Linked DNA regions of Mus musculus: region 1 is linked to region 2. Evidence: chromatin contacts called from public Hi-C data. All regions are on one chromosome and are shown on one strand. The core of a region is the stretch at or near the end of the contact, and the rest is flanking DNA. Distances in the headings are between cores, read along the strand shown. Region 1 overlaps Ccdc91 (coiled-coil domain containing 91). Region 2 holds the start of Ccdc91 (coiled-coil domain containing 91).

Evidence for each region. Hi-C and Micro-C count contacts between places; a contact is called where the count stands out from the background.
Region 1: a contact with region 2 is called in a Hi-C map of bone marrow-derived dendritic cells, with 2.9 times the contacts expected there. The contact joins the enhancer-like site here to the promoter of Ccdc91 in region 2. A contact is called at or near these places in 3 of 39 promoter capture datasets (the 3T3-L1 cell line, 3T3-L1-derived adipocytes and hippocampal neurons), 2 of 484 Hi-C or Micro-C datasets (bone marrow-derived dendritic cells and nephron progenitors) and 3 of 9 other capture datasets (adipose tissue, liver and pancreatic islet).

Annotation. Positions count from the first base shown.
Region 1 is chr6:147,596,098-147,599,349 of GRCm38.p6, reverse strand. The region is part of intron 11 of Ccdc91 (coiled-coil domain containing 91); the gene reads right to left. All of the region lies in intron 1 of Gm36244 (a long non-coding RNA gene), which reads left to right. Among named protein-coding and RNA genes, the nearest start is that of Gm36244, 78 kb to the left of the region's middle. Within about 2 kb of position 1,614, at least 7 of the 459 cell types and tissues checked have an H3K27ac peak or open chromatin away from gene starts, as enhancers often do. A contact at or near this core is called in bone marrow-derived dendritic cells, where this site is marked.
Region 2 is chr6:147,474,372-147,477,199 of GRCm38.p6, reverse strand. It overlaps Ccdc91 (coiled-coil domain containing 91), which reads right to left and starts at 1,329. Exons shown (of 13, transcript NM_025911.2): 1 at 1,141-1,329. It overlaps Gm6288 (a long non-coding RNA gene), which reads left to right and starts at 1,381. Exons shown (of 4, transcript XR_869623.3): 1 at 1,381-2,084.

The DNA of each region.
Region 1 (3,252 bases), core at 365-2,864, 120 kb before region 2:
TTTTCCTGCAAATTTCATCTGTACATCTGAGTAAAATGCTGTTGTGGTCACATATATTTCTACCATCCATCATCTGTTGATGGACCTCAAGATTAATTTCACTTTCCTGTGATAGTACAGTTAATAGCTATGTGTGCAAAGGGTCTTGATAGCACGATGTAATAGGCCTGTGTCTCCAGCTACATAACCTCTTCTCTAGGATTACCTATAGATTATCAACAGGCATCACATACTTAATACAAAGCAGACTCTTAATCCTAACAAAACTTGATGCTTTCTCAAAAATTTATTGTAATAGGAATTTGTTCTTAAAACCACAATATTCTAGGAAATGGCTGTGATGATTGACAGATCTGGCCAAATGTAACCGCCACCACAATTCAGTTTAATTATCACCTGACAGGAGCTCCCACAGCCCTGGCAACCACTGTCTAACCCCTGTCACAGCTCTCTCCTCAGGATTTCTGAGTGGCGCCATATAACCTGCATTTTAATTCCCCGACTCTGGCTTCCTTCCTGTATCTACGGACTTCTCCACTAGTGACTCTGTCAAGTATGCAGTTGTAATGCTTTTCTTTCCCTTCGCATCTCACAACACCACTTTAACTCAGCTTGTTTACCACGGCTCCTTCTCAACTGTGCTAACACTTCACAAATGCCAACGCACTTGCCTACTTGCTCAGCTCTGTGCACCCATACCTACTTTACAAGCAACGGGATTATAGAGCACTGTAAGGACAGTGTTCAGCTAAGGGTTTTCTTGTGCAGTTATCTATTCCCATCTAAGATGAATGTACACTTTATATTAAGACAGGACCTTGAGGTGGAGAAGTCTTGGGGTTGGGGTGAGAAACTTCAAGACCTCTAGAGACAGGCAGCCTGAACCTAACAAGGTCAGATGCCCACTAGGATGAGCTATGGAACCTCTGTAACTTCATGTGGTACAGGCAGGGTAGGGCTGGAGTCATGGATGGCTCAGTAAGCCCGAGCGAGGATCTAAGGTTAAGGTTTACAGAGGTTCCATCTGCAGACCCCAAGGAAACCCTGAGCATAGTGAGGCATGCTTTAATCCCAGCATGTGGGAGCAGACAGGTGTCTCTGGGGTTCCCCCACAGTCACCCCAGGCCTATCAGGGAACCCAGACTCCAGAGAAACAGTCCATCCTGAAGAGGAGTGAGGAGCAAAGCCAAGATGTAAGATGGTTGATCCCTAGCTTCCACACACAGAGACAGGAACCCATGTAAGGAGCACACATTGGAGTGATGGCAGCACCTGCCTTACAAGTCAAGTTAGACACAGCAGCAACTGACCAGAAAATAGCTGTTGTTCGCTGGAGGTGATGGTCCAGGGCTATGACAGTCACTGATCATGTCAGGACAACCACAGCCAGCTCCTCACAAGTCTTCTACTTCCAACAGGAAGCCATCCCTCTCCTTCTCCTCCTCCTCCAAATCCTTACAGTGGCTGCTTTGTCTAGAATAGCCTATAAAATCATGGAGAATAAAACTACCCAAATAATCCTGACATGAAGAGCACCACTGTTCTCCCTGTTGTACAAAATAACAATGTCTCATCAACTTTAGAAATACTTCATATTTGAGGGACTTTCCTAAGGAGAACAAGGACATTAGTTATAAATCTAAAATGCACAGTTACAGTGCTCCAGGGTAGGGAACAGAAAGTAGGGGGAAGACTTCAGATTCCTATCACTAATAAACCAAGAGGAAGTCTATTTATAAATTATACTTCTGGCCTAACCACATAACTCATTTAGAAAAATTAATTAAACTCCGAGGAAAAATTTTAGGGCAGTTTTTAATAACTCATTGCTTTTTTTCTTCAACTAGTTTTCTCTGGGGAATGCAATTAATTCATAATGTGATACCTACAAATTTATTAAAAAATTTGGGATAAGGCCAGCTTTGGCAAATGTGCCTGGAATCCCAGCACTCAAGAGGCAGAGGTAGGAGGATCAGGGGTTCAAGGCTATCCTTAGCTATTCAGTGAGTGTGAGACAGGAACCCATTATCCAGCTCTCCGCATAAGAGCGTGTCTCTAAAACAACAATAAAATGTTGGGCTCAATACAACAATTCTTCAATACAGGAAGAATCTTCCAGAAAGTCTATTCTTCAGTAGCAGGCACTGCAAGCCATTGTCTAAATGTCTATCTTCCTTACAGCTGTTATTTTATACCTGTAATAATCTTATTTCTTATTTATTAATTTACTTTTTCCTTATTATTGAGAATGTGAGGGAAAAAATCCAACTATGGTTACATGAGATACTGCCAGAAAGAGTTGGAAAAGGAAGCTTTGGTGACCTCTTCCCATGAACACACAGAGCCAACAGCCTCACGAGCACAAACACCCTTCATGTGAAGCCACAGGCACTTATGACACTCTCCCTGTGTGAGCTCAGACCCAGGCACATCAAAGCTCCCTGGACATGGTCACAAATAGCTCTTTGTTCAAAAAACCTGCTGAGGGGAGAGATGGCGGACCACCCCACTGAGGGGAGAGATGGCGGACCACCCCACTGGTCTCTTTGTGGGTGCTCATGGCACTGGGTTCTGTCTCACCTGTGACAATACAGGACAGGGCGAAGGGTGCTCTGAAACAGGTAAGAACAAAGAGCATTACATGAGCTGTCCCAGCCCTGCCCAGTGGTGACAGAGCTTCATGGTTTCTTCAAGGGAGCAGAAGAGTTACATCAAAGCTTCATCTCCACAGGGTTGCCTGTGGGGCTAGCCTCAACCCTCCTGGGGGCCAGGGGAGGCGATGAAGTGAGATAGAACATGCCAGACAGCTGGAGCTGACAGGATACATCTCATGGAGGCTCTCAGGGCCTCTGCTTAGCTGACCAGGCTAATGACTGAGGAAGAACAGGGAGGGAGCTGGTTTTGCTAATGCACAAACACAAAGTCAAAACATCAAGAAAAATAAACACAGAGCCAGGTCCCAGACAAAGGGACAAAATAAATCTGAAACCCATTATAATAACATGGTTGACTTATCTGACAGAAAATCTGGGATCCATAGGAATGGCCAACAGGTCTGTGAAAGGTGAGCTGCATCAATGATTCCAAGGAGGCCCCACCTCACCCTGCAAGGATGGGTACCGTAGGAAGACAGGTCAAGGAAGAGGAATTGTGTACAGTGTTTTTGGGAGGATGGTCAGCACGGTCATGGAATGGTCAGCATAGATGAGTCTCAAAAGCACCTCTAAGGCAGCTCCCATATCTACACACACC
Region 2 (2,828 bases), core at 80-2,579:
TTCTGTGAAGTATTATGATGATTAATATTTTTCTTAAAAACTCAAAAATCCTGGACTTTCTCATTTTGTTTTATGTTTTTTTCCAATTTGGAGTATGGTGTTGCTAGGCAACCAGTTCACAGTTCCCAGCCCACTGAAACATCTCTAGACATCCTAGGAGACACCAAACTTCCTCACCTCTCACCAGGCAATTCTTCACACATTAACACACCACATAGTGGCACCAAGGTGCAGCGGACCTAGCATCTTCCTGAGCCATTTATCCCAACAGGTGAGGTTCAAACAACCCCAAAAGCAACACAAGGTGTGGCTAAGATGACTACAAGTGCACTTCTCCTCGGTTTCTGTCGCCCAGGAAACTGTGAGTACTCTGCAGGCTTTTGTCTTAAATCCTGAGGTGACAGCTGACCCACCCTGTGACAAGATGGCAATCCCTCAACCACGCAGCATGCAAACATGTTCCATAGCCTTCCACAGAGCCGGGAAGTTTAAAACTAGGGGCGAAGACGTGTCAATGTCTGCACAGTGGAGGGATAAGTCGGAATTCGTGGGCGGCCTCTGAGGGACCTAAGCTGAGCCCAAAGCCTTCACTTCCCCAGAGCGGAGGGCCAAGATCACGGCGGCCTCACCATCCCAGAGCTGTCAGAGCAGCTGACAACTCTTGTGCAAAGCTCCCTCCTGCGGAGGCAGCCGCGCAGACGCGGCATCCTGGGGGGGCGGGGAAAGGTGTGTAACAGACAGAGGCCAAGCGCTCCGCACGATGCTCGCCTGGGGTGAGAACCCGAGACGCCACTGAGGGTGTGTCCAGCGATCAGCTCTCCAGAACTCCGAGTGCACAGTGCGCGCTTTCCCAAGGTCTGAGACCGGAAGGGGTGCGCCGCTCGGCACCGACGGGAACCGCATCAGGGTCAACACTTCCGTTCCGCCGGGGCAACTACAGCGCGGACAACAAGCGGACTTACTATGGCTCTCCACTCGGGACTACCCAAGTGCAGGGCCCCGCGGGCGAGGGCGGGAGCGAGGTGTCTCCCTGACCCAGGTCCCGTGAGTCGCCCGGCCGCGGCCTCGCGACTCGCAGTAACTTGGTCACGTTCCCACCCGCGGCCGAGACCCGGACCCAGACGGCGAGCACCCGATTACCTGCGCCCACCGCAGTGCTCCCCGCGCTGTTGCGCGTCACACCCGGCTCTCAGACACTGGCTCCGGGACACCGGCTACGCAACCACCCCCCTCCCGGTGACTGCTGGCCCAGGAACCCACGTTCGGGCAGCCCACACACCACCCGGCGTCCAGGACATCCTCACCGGAAGTTGATTTCTACCTAGGCCCGCCCAGGCCTGCGCGCGGCGCTCCAGGCATCCGCGGGCGCATCACATGACCCCCCAAGAGGAGGCCAGCTGAGCCTCATCTGAAGAGAGACCTGACCTGTGAAGTGGATTGACCTGATATACACTGGCCTGACCATCCTCAAAAACTACATCATGTCTTTATCTTTTGTCCTGAGCCAAAACAAACTATTCAACAGATATTCCTCCTAACAGAGATTCAGCTGGCTAGGCCACAAGAAGAACCTCCTAGTTGAGTGATTCTCAGGTAATTGACTCTGCTATAGATTGGCTTCGACTTAACGCTTTTCCTGACCTTTCTCAAGATCTACCTCCTAGTAAAGGTTCTCAATCTCTCTTAGTGACAGGCCCATAAAACCACCTACCAAATCTGAATTTTTCTTCTGTCCAGAACTCGAATCTACCACGAGAAGAGCCTTTGCCTCTTACAAACAACCAAAATGTGAGAACTGAATAAAGCACCCGGCACTATGACATGCTCAAGAAATGTTTGACGTGATGTCTGGACCTATCGGCTTAGCGGAACTCTCAAGTTCCTGAACGTGCCCAAGCTGAAAGCTTCTCTAAACCACTGGATTTTAAAGATCTTCAGCGCTAGGACTGTAGCACTTGTAATCAACTCTCTCATAGCAGTTCGTTCATATTCCACTAAAAACAGTTGTTTTTTAGCTGTTCCACATCCTTACAGCAAAGCTGTCAGTCAACATCTTTTCCTGAAGGGAATATGCCATACACTTGGTAGGTTTTTGTTTGAAGGGGAGAGTAATTGTGTAGACTGTCGTGACTGTTACATAGAAATGGTCAACAGGTAGCACACTTCTCAGATGGTTTAGACAACATTCACTTAATTTTTATTGAACGTATACCATTTACTTGGAACTAGTCAAGTGGTAACAATCTGGGAATGAACCAAATATATCCAAGATATTTTACTGCCTAGTGCCCTGATCGTTTGAATGTGAGTCTGTGGACAACTTCTAATCTTCACACAGAGAGCATTATTGGGAATTGCTTTTCTCTTCCTTCCACTGAACAAAATTGACTGAACTATCTTTAATCTCTGTACTGAGTGGGAAGTATCAACAGGATCTTGACATGCCTTCACTGAGCTGGGCAACTTGAAGTCCTTAGTGAACAACTAATACTGAGCAGGTCACCTCTTCTGACCTTTTCCATCCTGCCCATTCTTTGCACAAATAAGTTGTATTTCTCTTATAGAAATTTGATGCTTCCTTACACACATATACTTTTTTAATTTCCAGTTGAGCACCAAGTCAAGGACCACTTCTTTGTATACTCAGCAAGCTGTTTCCCATTTCTCCTTTACATCTAGTCTAGTAGTCAAGAAAGTGGAAATACATTCAATAAGCATTTCATAAACTGATAGTCAATATCTATGTGTCACCTTATCTTTTCTCTTTGTGCTTGAAATTTTAATGCCTTTGGGTTTCCATCGAAACATCTGACCCAACAAAATGACCG